Regions from separate parts of the Sus scrofa genome. Here region 2 is linked to region 1. Evidence: chromatin contacts called from public Hi-C data. All regions are on one chromosome and are shown on one strand. Each heading gives the region's core, a stretch centred on a gene start, on an enhancer-like site or on the middle of the called end of the contact. The rest is flanking DNA. Distances are from core to core; before and after follow the strand shown. Region 1 holds the start of HAO1 (hydroxyacid oxidase 1). Region 2 holds the start of TMX4 (thioredoxin related transmembrane protein 4).

Region 1 (6,544 bases), core at 3,060-5,559:
TACAAGGGCCTCAATTTTAATTTGCCCTAAATCAGGTGATACACAGAGTCCCCAGAGGAGGGACTCTCATGAAGGGGGACAATCCCACATCCCCCCGCTTTAAAGCCACGTGCTGTTACTGAACCCTAGCAACGCAGCACACTGAAGTCATGTTTTACGTCCCGTGAGATGATCATATTGCATCTTAATTACTCCACATTCATTATTTACTCTGAGCATTAAAAACACAATGTATGCCGAGTTCCCATTGTGGCTCAGCAGAAACAAAGCCAACTAGCATCCATGAGGATGCAGGTTCCATCCCTGGCCTCACTCAGTGGGTCAGGATGTTGCTGTAAGCTGTGGTGTAGGTCACAGATGCAGCTCCGATCCCGTTGCTGTGGCTGTGGTGTAGGCTAGGAGCTGTAGCTCCAATTCGACCCCAAGACTGGGAACTTCCATATGCCATGGGAGCAGCCTTAAAAAAAAAAAAAAAAAAAAAAGCCAAAAACATACAATATATGTATATACATATACAAAGTGTGTATATATGTATATAAAATATTCCACGGTTTTTGTAATCTTATTTACCCTTCATTTACAATGTCATGAGACCTTTAAAACATTTAACCTCCAAAGAACCCAACTAAAGGAATAAGGAGGCAGGAATGGAAGTCTGAAAAAAAACACAGTGGGGGTGGGGGGGAATATATTTAAATAGCCAAGCCATTTTTGGAATGCCTCCATGATACTTCAGAAATAGTGTGTGTGTGTGTGTTCACGTGTGTAGGTTTGTCAACACTTATCTGCATAAAGAAGCCACAGCTTTGAGGTCCAAAATTGAGAGGCAGAAGGGTTTGTGTAGAGGAAGAAGAGGCGAGGAGGGAGGAGGAGGCAGAGCTGGAATATGAGTTCCTGCCATGTGACTCTTCAAAAAAAACAAGTGACAATTAAGCTGCTTTTCTTCCTGCAGGAGGAAGAGCAGCTTACTCACCTGTTGCGCAAACAAGCTGAAGGGTTCTGTGACACTTACACCTATGAAAAGAATACTGATGATGCTGCTGGTGAGAGTATATTTCTTCTCAAATATGAAAGAGGGGGAATGGTTTCTCTTTTATCATCTGTTTGTTTCAAAGAAAACTACGCAGTTTTCAGTGTCACTAAGTGACACACCGTGGATGAGAAGAGAAAAAGTTCCAATATCACAGAACTTTGAAGTCCTGAATTGGAGAACTATTAGAACACCCACATTGGAGAGTTATTTTCCACCAATGATAATTTCCCAAGAAGCCACAAAATATGTACAGGCCATGGTTTAGAAAGATACTCTGAGTTAATGTGTAAGAGAATCGAAGGACTGTTCTTTTGAAAATTAACTCCAATCAGGTCAGTCCAAGCAAAACTTCGCCAGCTGACATTTTCTCTGTTCTTGTCATGTTTGCAAGAGGAAACTCTGTTCTTCTGGGTGGTTCTGTCTCTTTGACCTTTTCTGTCCTTTTTTTATATTGGGGAGCAGACACAATAGTGTCAAAGCCCCAAGCTTACTGAGAAACATACCCCGGTCACTGCTTGGTCATGTCAGAGCCGCATGCAGAAATAAAAGGGATCACTGTGATTGACCTCTGCTTGTACGTGTAGGATGGGGAGGTGGGTACATTGCATAAATGTCTTTAAAATACCCTGTCCTTGTGTCACAATGGGTGAGCTGAGGTTTGGCTGCTTTGCAGATTTCATGTGACTCAGAATGAGAGCTTTCAGATTGATTGCCTTCAACCTAACAACCAGACCTACCACCACGACAGAAGCTCTGTTTTTAGTTCCCTGTGATCAACTTGCTGATACAGGGTTAGGCGTGACCCAGCAAAAGAGGATTTGAGATGGTATAGGCAATGTTTGTACAGGCCATAAAAACTCCTCAGCTGTTTGATAATAAAATATCATCTGCCCTCCCCCAGAGAAAATTAAGACATTTTCCCTCACTTAAAGCTGAACAAAAGACAAGGATCAAAGTTCATGGAAAAGGTGGCATTCAAAACTCATTCTCATCAGTTGTGTCCTGCCCCTAAGATCTGTCCTTAGGCTGAATGGGCTGGGAAAACTCCCAAGAAGAACTTTTTTTTTCTTTTCATGGCCATACCTTCAGAATACAGAAGTTCCCAAGTCAGGAGTCAAGTTGGAGCTGCAGCTGTGGCCTAAGCCACAGCCACAGCAACATCAGATCCAAGCTGTATCTGCAACCCACACCACAGCTCACAGCAATACTGGATCCTTAACCCCCTGAGCGAGGCCAGGGATCAAACCTGCATCCTCACAGAGACAATGTTGGCTCCTTAACCCACTGAGCCACAGTGGGAACTCCAGCAGGAGGTACTTTTCTGGTCCAGGGCTTGGAAGTCACCAGAACTTAGGTCTCACAAGATTTCTAGAATTTCTGGGGTAGGATAGAGGTGGTCTGCCTGCTTTGCTGCACCCCTCTGCTCCCTCTTAGAGGCCCCCACTGGGCTGATTGTTTTATGTCCATTTTGCATCAATTCAACCTACTACCATTATGGAGGCCAAAGGTCAATGTGCTTCCATTGGAATGTAAATGCCTGTGGACAAGAACTTTCTGTCACTCACTGCTTTATCCTCAGCATGCAGTACTGAGTCTAGCCCATTGAGATTCTCAATGTGTAAGGTAATTAATCAACTAGCGTGAGGTGAAGGGCATTAAGGCTGAGGAAGATCATATATTAATGGAGTAGATGGTCACCTAAGTATTTCGACCTGAGTCATGCTAAGAGATACCAACGCCATCAGATTGTCAAAGGCCTGGAATGTCCCTGGTTAAAATTACCTGTTTGGGTTCAAGTGTCATTTTCAGGAGACTACTAAGAGGCAAACCACACTACCTGGCGAACAGCTGAAACAGGTCCAAAAACGAGCATCTCTCAAGAGCAGAAAATATCAAAAGGATCTAAAAAATTCCATAATGGTTGGAAAAAAAGATCATGCAGAATTTTAAGCCCCTCCACTCTCAGCCAACTTTTCTCTTCCCATGGCTCCCCCTAGCTTTTTTAAAATGCCATTTTTGTTGCAAAGAAAATCCAAGACAAAGTCAAGGCTTGAAGGAGTTTAGGGGAGGCCCCACTTCAACTCTCAAGCTCCTACACTGATTTGCAGGTGAATCAGTCTGCTTGCCAGCAACCACCTTGTGTAGAATGATTTCATTTCTCCCAGTTGACAAGTAGAAAAGTGATTTTGAGTGATTTTGCTCTAGGGGCTAAAGAAGAAATCAAGGAGGAAGGTAGATTCTTTCCTTTGGATACTTTCTGCCTTTTTTTTCTTTAATTTATCACCATCAATGAGTACTCATGACATTCATTGGCTTTACTAATGGCTGGAAGAAAAGATCAATGAGCTTCAAAGACTATAGTATATTGAAGGCTCTCTTCCCCTGCTCCAGCAAATAAACCATTTCCTAACTGCCTTGAGAGAAAAGCACTCCTTTAGAGTTATTTTGTTTCTTGTTTTTATTACAAACAGAAACCATAAACCATGACATCCACCATGTTGGATCTTGAAATATGAAAGTCAAGGGAAAACTAATTTGGGAAGAGAGATGAAGCACTTTAGAGATGAAACAGCAAAGCTGAAAGATTAATGTTCTTTAGGCCAATTGAAAGCTCAAGTGAAAGTTTAGACAATAGTAATCAGAATGAATGATAATGGCAAGCCAGAAGGATGAGAACATTTGAGAGAACAATCCGATCTGGTTCCACCAGATAAGATGGCTATCTTGCATTTAATACGAATGGCTTTCTCCACCATAAACATACACTCTGTCAGCCTCAAAGAAAAAGAAAACAGAGTCAGAATCTGTCACTATTTTTATACACAGTTAAATGAATCATCCACGTCATTTCAAGTGAGGAAACTTAGGGTTAGATTTTTTTTTCTGTCAGCTGTCCAAGATTGCCAGGCTTGGGATATTTTTATTTTAAAACAAGTTTAAAGATCAATATGTCTCACAGCCCCATGAATTGCCCCCTCTCTAATAAGCATATTGTCTAGACAAATAATTTCACACTATCAACACAGAAACTGATCTTGCTCTGGTAGAATGTCCATGTGTAATCTCAAAGCATGATTTAAAAAAATATTCTTACCTGGAAAATGCTGCAATATTATCAGCCAAGGTTTCCTGATCATTTGCCCCAGACTTATAATAGTCATATATAGACTTCTGAAGTATGGATTTAGCATGTTGCTCATAATCACTGATACAGACAAGCCGGGTGAACATTTTCCTGGGTTATTGCAAACGCCAGGATGGTTTTTTGTTTGTTTTTTTTTTTTCTGTATTGCTTTCTACATCCTGACAATTCTGCTATTTGTCAATTATTAATAGACTTTTTCCAAAGTTCAGATTTCCTTCTCTGTTGCTTACAGTAAGTGAGCAAACATATGCTTAGACTTTGAAATTTCTTTTGCAGCTGTCTGCCAAAGAGCAGGTACACCTAAGCCACAAAAAATTGGGCTGGAGAGGCAGCAGAAGGGGATTAGGTGTCTGTCATGTTAAAAAGGCATAAGAATGAGTCAAAAATTAAAGACCTAGAGAAGTACTTGCATGAAACCCCTCTTGGCTCAGTTCTTCCTAAGGCTGCTTCATTCCCACGGTGTGTGACTTGGCTATTTAATTGGTACCCAGAATGTGCCATCCACTCATTTTCCTCCCAAATTTGGATCATGCACATATATGAAAAAGAGCCTATGAAATGGATGGGAAGGAAGGGAGGAAGAGAGGGAGGGAGGGAAGGAAGAAGGAAAGGAGGAAGGAAGGGAAGAAGAAAGATAGCAATGGCTTTGACATCGGTCAGTCCTGGATTTCCACCTGGGAGCCCCCACTTAAAGTGGCTCACCAGCTATTCAACTGCTGAATTCCAACTGCCTGCACCTGTATGAGAATGTTCTCTTGAACTTGGAGCCTACTTTTCCATCCACATGGCAGGCTAAAGTGCTGTGGACTCAATGCTCCATGGAACAATCCTACACCAAGAGCTTAAGGGAATTGGTGTATAAATACGAAATTCCTCACTCCTCTGGCAGTTAACTCCTAGATGTGCATCCTACGGTGCAGGCTTCAGTCGCCCACAAATGCCATTGGTTGGTAACTCATCCTGTATTAGCTGCCTTTCCTTCCCATCTCACTACCCCTTAATGGAATTAAAGACCTTACAGCTGTTAGGATTAGCATTGAATTCAATATCGGTTTATTCCAAAGTTCACAGATGCCTGCTTTTTGCTTCAGTTCAATGATAGCTAAATTGGCCTCAGAAATACTATTGGAAAGTGAAAATCCATTAATCCTTTCTAGAAGAAAAAACTCAACTGCACAGCTAAGAAAATCATTATAAAAATTGGTCTGAGATCTTACTTCCTGTGAGAACTGATCAAAAGTTGCAGATTAAAGCATGACCTTTTAGAAACCTATTCATTTATTTGCAACTTCTATAGTTATTAAAACTGTTAGCACTTTGCAACTCAAGTAATTTTGATGCAGAGACAATTTAACACTCCAGAATGAAACTTAAGCAGGTCAAGTGCTAGTGTTAACTAAGGAATTGAAGGGCCAGTGTTTCCCAAATTGTGGCCCTGGACCAGCAACAATCAGCCTCACCAGGGAACTTTTGTTAAAAGCACAGATTCTCAGGCCCCACCCCAGTTGTGCTGAATCAGAAACTCTACAGCCTTTTGTGCTATAACTAGCCTTCCAAGTGATTCTGATACATGATATTATTTGAGAACAACTGCTAGCCAAAGATGGATAGAGAATAGAAGCAGGTTTTTTTTTTTTTTTTTTTTTTTGGCTGCACCCCTGGCATACAGATGTTCCCAGGCCAGGGATCAAACCCACATCACGGAAGTAACCTGAGTCACTGCCATGCCAACACCAGATCCTTAATCTGCTGTACCACAGGAGAGCTCCAGTGAAGAGTTTTAAAGATATTTGAATTAAGGTGTTCCCGTCGTGGCTCAGTGGTTAACGAATCTGACTAGGAACCATGAGGTTGCAGGTTCGATCCCTGGCCTTGCTCAGTGGGTTAAGGATCCAGTGTTGCCATGAGCTGTGGTGTAGGTTGCAGACACGGCTCAGATCCAGCGTTGCTGTGGCTCTGGCGTAGGCTGGCGGCTACAGCTCCGAATCGACCCCTAGCCTGGGAACCTCCATATGCCGAGGGAGCCGCTCAAGAAAAGACAAAAAGACAAAAAAAAAAAAAAAAAAAAAAAAGAGAGAGAGAGAGAGATTTGAATTAAAAAAAATAAATCCGGAGTTCCTTTCATGGCTCAACGGTTAATGAACCCAACTAGGATCCATGAGGATGCAGGTTTGATTCCTGTCCTCTCTCAGTGGGTTAAGGATCTGGTGTTGCCACGAGCTGTGGTATAGGTTGCAGATGCAGCTCAATCCCGCATTGCTGTGGCTGTGGTGTAGGCAGGCAGCTGCAGCTCCAATTCAACCCCTAGCCTGGGATTTTCCATATGCCACAGGCAAGGCCCTAAAAAGCAAAAAAAAAATAAAAAA
Region 2 (6,748 bases), core at 735-3,234, 79 kb after region 1:
GACCGAACCCGCAACCTCATGGTTCCTAGCCGGATTCGTTAACCACTGAGCCACCACGGGAACTCCAAGCAGTTTGTTTTAATAAGGGCTTCATGTCTACAGATCTCTTCAGCAATTTCATTGATTTATCATGATACCAAAGGCATTTTACTTTGAGGTCTAAAAGTTGCCAAGGAGGGAAGGGTGGAAGTGGGATGGACTGGGAGTCTGGGGTTGGTAGATACAGACTATTGTATTTGGAGTGGATGAGCAATGAGATCCTGCTGTATAACACAGGGAGCTATGCCTAGTCATTTATGATGGAACATGATGGAGGATAATTTGAGAAAAAGAATGTATATATGTATGTATATGTATGTGTGTGTGTGTGTGTGTGTGTATGACTGGGCCACTCTGCTGTACAGCAGAAATTGACAGATACTGTAAATCAACTATAATAGAAAAAATAAAAATCTTTAAAAAAAAAATGCCTTTTTCTTTGTGACCAAAAGGTAAATATTTGTTTGAAGGGGTAATGAGCATTACGTTCTTTGAACATAATGATCTACTAAGTGACTGACTGCCCTGAGTGAAACTGAGGTTTTCATTCTATAGAAATAATCTGTTTGCAATCTAAATTCAAAGAATCAAAATGTAGGCCTAGACAAATAAAGGAAAAATTCAATTCTATGAGACTCTGTGTCCTCAAGGTAAAATTAATTAACAAATAATGGGAATCAAGTATGTCTATCTTCTGAAAACCACAGGCTAAGGAGATGAAATCATGCTGGTCATTTCTCCAGCCATCCCTCATTCTCCTACAAGCCCCCCATGATGGTCTCTAGCTTATTCAGACATCTGCCCACTGCCTACTTCAAGCCGTTTTCAAAGAGTTACTTCCTTTCTAGAGGAAGTTATTTTTTAGCTAGGATGAACAAATCCTCCCCGATCCTCACTGAAAACTGCACTTTCCCACCTCCTACAAGCAAAAGCACTACCCAATATTTATCTTCTATTGTTCAAAAGGGGAAATTTATTAATGTCCTTTTCTTTGACATTAGCACAATTAAGATATGACATCTACCCAGAAGGCCCCACCTCTAAAAACTGTAACAAATAACAACATTCATTTGAAAGCTTGTTTTAAAACTTCTAAGGCATCGATCCTTCCGTTTTTTCACAAAATCTCAGGGTCTTCAAAATGAAGACTGGAAGACTGTACAGCCTGGGTCTGCCCTTCACGGTGCTGCAATTATTCATTCAACAAGTACCTTGCCAAGTCAGTGCTACGTATTTGTTCGGTACACGTGTCACTGAAAGAGAGCCCTTTCTCCTCTACGTACACCCTTCTAGAAAGCACGCAATATTCTTGCAGATTTTCTGTTCCCCTTTCTCCCCTTGGTAAACTGCTCACACAGCCCAACCCTAAAACACTTCCTCCCAAAGCCGGGGACTATCCCTGCAAGGGCGGGGATGCTCTATACCGCAGCCCTCACCGCGGAGGGCCTGGCGCGCATGCGCAACGCGCGCAGCGGGGCCTGGCGCTGCAGGTCTTAAACCCGGTGGGTAGGGGGCCCGAGATCCAGCAAGGCCGACTGTGCGGTGGGGGAGCTGCCCGTGCGGTTCTGGGAGGTTGGCGCCCGCGACGACGGTGTGGCGAGCGGGACGGGTGGGCACACTCACAATTTAAGCATCCACTCGCCCTCCAACACCAGCGTCCAGTTGGAGGCGGTCATGGGCCGTACCAGGCTCCGTTCCTCCGGTACCGCGGCCTGCTCCGAGCCGGCCTCTGCCTCTGCCGCCGCCGCCGCGACCCAGGCAGCCAGGAGCGCCGCGAGCAGCGTGCCGCGGCGCCCGCCCACCATGTCCGGGCGCGGAACGAGGCTCCACGACAGGAGCGCTGGAAAAAGGCGCGGCGGACCCGCCGACCCGGCCTTCCCAGGCAGCGCGAACGGAGGCCAGCACGCCCAGCCTCCTCCCACCCGCGCCGACCGGCCCAGCTTTAGACGCGGGCGGCCGGTCGGCACCGCCTCTTATGGGCCTGGGCCCGCCGAGGCCACGCCCCCTCCCGCCTGGACTCGTTGTTGCCCCGGGCGTCAGTTGCCTTGGCAACGACCTCTCTTCTCCACCGAGGCGTTGAAAATAAACAGATGACCTGATGTTGCTTAAGTTAGAACCTGCCCAGAGTGTGCCCAGGTTCCAGTAAGGGGGGTTGGCGCGTGTTGGTTTTTCAAAACAGAAACATGGCCTGTAATTTAATGCATCCCCCTGAAAAGACTAAATAAATAAAAATAAGAAAAAGGAGTTCCCTTTGTGTCACAGCAGAAGCGAATCCGACTAGGAACCCTGAGGTTGGGGTAAAACCCCTGGCCTTCCTCAGTGGCTTAAAGATCCAGCGTTGTGGTGTAGGTCGCAGACGCGACTTGGATGTGATGTTGCTGCGGCTGTGGTGTAGGCCGGCAGCTACAGCTCCAATTCAGCCCCTAGCCTGGGAACCTCCATATGCCCCAGGTGAAGCCCTAAAAAGACTAAATAAATAAATAATGTAAAAAAATTTTAAATTAAAAAAAAAAAGGATCTCCTATTCAACAGTAGTAGAAATAACAATGGACTCCGAAGTAAAAAAATTAATGGAAAAACAAAGGGACATGTTGGTCAACTCTTGCTGAAAGGAAGAGAAAATTTTAAGTACTCTTTGCATATATTGCAGTTGTACTGCCCATTGGAGATAATGAAACTAGAGCATGTGATTGCATTTTTTTACAAAATTATTTTAAATTCATAAGAAGTCTAAAACACGAACACTAACAGAAAAAATAAGTCAGTTGATAAGGATATTGCCAGTTGAAATAAAATGGACCCCTTTCTTCTCTTGACAACAATTTTGTCAGATCTAAAGTGAGAGTAGCCTTAAATGATTTCCAAATCACCTTACAGATGTGCATTGGATGCATTTGTATCTTGAGACCACCACAACCTTAGTATGTATGACTGAATTACAATTAGAGGGAGAGATTATTCAAAATGTGTTTTATAAGAACTTATTAGATGTGCAAAGCAATATCTCTGTGAAAAAGTGTTATTTCAGCCCTGGGACTGAACCAAAGACAACTGTACAAGTAAAAGTACTGCAGTGCACATGAGATCAATCTTCAATCAGCACATACAGGAGAGAAAGATGAATTTTGCCTGCAGAGATCATACCTGAAATAGGTGTTAATTAGTAGTTGCTCAGTTCCATGTGGAGCCAGCCCTTATCATCCAAATATAAGACCCAAATTTACAAATCACTGTAAATTTGGAAAATATCCTTGCAGTAAATGTTATTAAAAGTCACTATTGGAGTTCCCGTCGTGGCGCAGTGGTTAACAAATCCAACTGGGAACCATGAGGTTGCGGGTTCGGTCCCCGCCCTTGCTCAGTGGGTTAACGACCCGGCGTTGCTGTGAGCTGTGGTGTAGGTTGCAGACGCGGCTCGGATCCCGCGTTGCTGTGGCTCTGGTGTAGGCCAGTGGCTACAGCTCCGATTGGACCCCTAGCCTGGGAACCTCCATATGCCGCGGGAGCGGCCCAAGAAATAGCAAAAAGGCAAAAAAAAAAAAAAGTCACTATTATTTTATACAGATCAATCCTATAAACTCAGTGGGAAACATTTTATTTTGCTTTTAAAAACAAATAATATGTACAGAAATTCTATCATTCTTTTCAGTACAGTTTTTGTATATGATATCATTTTTGGAAATAGGATCTGATATTAAGGAATTACTATTTCACTGGGTGTGATAATGGTTATGTTATTATTACATTTTAAAAGTCTTTATTGGTTACAGACAGTGAAATATTTATGGGTAAAATAATATGATGTCTAGAATTCACTTTAAAATACACCAGAAATAAAATTTGGGAGGGTGGAAGGAGGATGGATTAAAGAAAAGTGGCACAACATCAATCAATGTTGAATCTAAGTTCATCTTTGCTATTCTCTCTACTTTTGTGTAGGCTGGAAAATTTGCAAAATGAAAAGGTTGGAAAGAGAGAGTATCATTGCTGAAGCTCTTCCTTATTTCTAACACAAAATGTTTGTTCAAGGGCTGCATTTCTTTGCCATCAGACTAGGGGCAACAAGAAGGAATATAACAAGAATATGTGGGATCGAGTTTTCAGTGGGGTGGTACAGATCAGAGTACAGCACCTTGGCCTAACACCCTACCTATGTAACTTGGGGCTAAAAAGTTAACACCAATTTTCATATACAGGTAATAATGGAACCTACTGCAGAAGGTGGCTGTAAAGATATTTTTTAATGACATTTCTTTATTTTTTTTCTTTTTCCATTTCTTTTTATGGCCACACCCACATCATATGAAAGTTCCCAGGCTAGGGGTGGAATTGGAGCTGCAGCTGCCAGCCTACACCACGGCCATAGCAACACAAGATCCAAGTCGTATCTGCAACCTATGTTACAGCTTGTGGTAACTCCTGGATCCTTAACCCACTGAGCCAGGCCAGGGGTCAAACCTACATTCTTACAGACACTATGTCGAGTTCTTAACCTGCTGAGCCACAACGGGAACTCTGGGTGTCTGTAAAGATTAAGCAATACAATTATAATTCCTAGGTCAGTGCTCAATCCTCTTCATGTTTAAAGCATGGGTCACAGTTTAAAGGAAATGGGCACATAACAATGGGAGAATGAGCTTTTTTCCCTGGAGAAGTTTCCAGTGGTGGCACTCTGGGGCAGCAATGGTTATGTGGCCAAAAATAATCAATAAACAATCAACAATGAGAATAGAAAAGAGTTTTATTTGAGCCAAACCAAGGACTAGCCCTGAAGCCAATTTCCCAGATTTCTCCGAGAAACTGCTCCAGAGAAGCAGGATTTTCAGCACAGTTTTATGTCTTGTTAGAACAAAGAACATTGAACAAGTCAGGGTTACATTCCTTAAAGATTTAAAAAAAAAGAAAAGAAAGAAGAAAGAGGAGTTCCCATTGTGGCTCAGTGGTTAACGAATCCCACTAGGAACCACGAGGTTGCGGGTTCAATCCCTGGCCTCACTTAGTGGGTTAAGAATCTGGCGTTGCTGTGAGCCATGGTATAGGTCGCAGACCAGGCTCAGATTCCACATTGCTGTGGCTCTGGTGTAAGCCGGTGGCTACAGCTCCGATTTGACCCCTAGCCTGGGAACCTCCATGTGCTGCAGGCGTGGCCCTAGAAAGGACAGAAAGATGAAAGAAGGAAGGAAGGAAGGAAGAAGGAAGGAAGGAAGGAAGGAAGGAAGGAAGGAAGGAAGGAAGGAAGGAAGGAAAGAACAGACCGGCATAAACATCAGACACTGAGAGTCTGTATGACCTTGACACGTGGGAAGTGAATCTCATCATCGAAAGAGCACCAGCATTGCCATCCCAGGAAGAGGGGTATTTAATCTTTATTTTTAACATGGACATCCTCTTTACTTCTGGTCAATGTGCCCTTTTCTTTAATAATGAAAGCAGATGTACAGTGTATATTGATGGGCCACCAACAGGCTGTTTTAGTTAGCATAAAATTCAATTTAACTCATGTATAAGCCACAATGACTTCCCTATATCTCAATATGTGAACATATCTTTTATTAGTTACACAAAAATACGTGGTTCCTGGTAGGAAAATGAAGCAAGATAACAATAAATATTCCAATGGTAGAAATTTTAAATAGATGGTAAGAAGCAAAGACCTTGATAAAATTGGCAATGCAGGACTTAATATTACAGAGATAATGAATGAGGGATAAGGTGATTGTATTTAGATCACAAACTCCGTAATAATAGAGTGTAGAGGTATTATACCTTGGTTTTCCTGTTGAGGATGGTGAAACTGGTATGGAAATATTAAATAAGGTATCCAGTGCTGTAAAATTAGTCCATAAAGTAATAATAGTACAGGAATTTAATTACACAAACAGATTTGCTAAATGCCTTACAGGAACAAGAGATGGAGGGAGAATTATTAAATAGGACACTTCCTAGAACAGATGGTAGGAGAAATCATAAATGATTGAAATAAACTGTATTATTCCAGGCTGGTGACTAGGAATGAATCCAGAAGGAGCCTTGATAAGCCTCTAAGAAAAGCTAACCCAGAAGCGCCACTTTGGGAAAGAGAATCAACTGATTTTTTTTTTTTTTTAAACTAATGAGTTCAGGAAATCTGCACATAGAGAATTATACATAGATCAATGCTCTTCCTACATACCAGCAAGAATTAATTCTAAAATGTAATATAGACAAACACCTCATTCAAGAGCAAAAAAAAAAAAAAAAAAAAAAAAAAAAAACTACAGAAACATAGAAAGTCATAGCAATGCAAGATCTGAACTGTACCTGCAACCTGTGCCACATTGTGCAGCAACCCTAGATCCTTAATCCACTGAGTGAGGCCAGGGATCAAACCCACATCCCCAAGAACACTACATCAGGTCCTTAACCTGCTGAACCACAATGGGAACTCCAAGATTTATTTTTTTTGTAGAGAAGAAACTGAGAAGGACCAAAAATGTCCATTGAGTTTATTGTTCTGCTCTAAGGCAATCAAGCATGTTAACTAAATCATCAGCTCATGGTATCTATACAAGGATTCACTTTTACAGATCTCATTTTAGTTAAGTATTTCTTGATATTTGAACCAAGTATTTACCAAGATATGTAAATCATGTATTTAAAATGTTTTCCCTTTGTTTTATTTACACTTCAGTGAGGGTAAAAATTAACTGTTCACCATTTAATAAACAAT

Evidence for each region. A called contact is a pair of places that touch in the nucleus more often than the background predicts.
Region 2: a Hi-C map of liver shows a contact between it and region 1, with 5 times the contacts expected there. The contact joins the promoter of TMX4 here to the promoter of HAO1 in region 1. A contact is called at or near these places in 3 of 47 Hi-C or Micro-C datasets (embryonic fibroblasts, heart right ventricle and liver).

The regions. Positions count from the first base shown.
Region 1 is chr17:16,798,151-16,804,694 of Sscrofa11.1, forward strand. HAO1 (hydroxyacid oxidase 1) reads right to left here and starts at 4,310. Exons shown (of 8, transcript NM_001243431.1): 1 at 4,128-4,310. The coding sequence starts at 4,264.
Region 2 is chr17:16,879,344-16,886,091 of Sscrofa11.1, forward strand. It overlaps TMX4 (thioredoxin related transmembrane protein 4), which reads right to left and starts at 1,985. Exons shown (of 8, transcript NM_001243407.1): 1 at 1,663-1,985. The coding sequence starts at 1,844.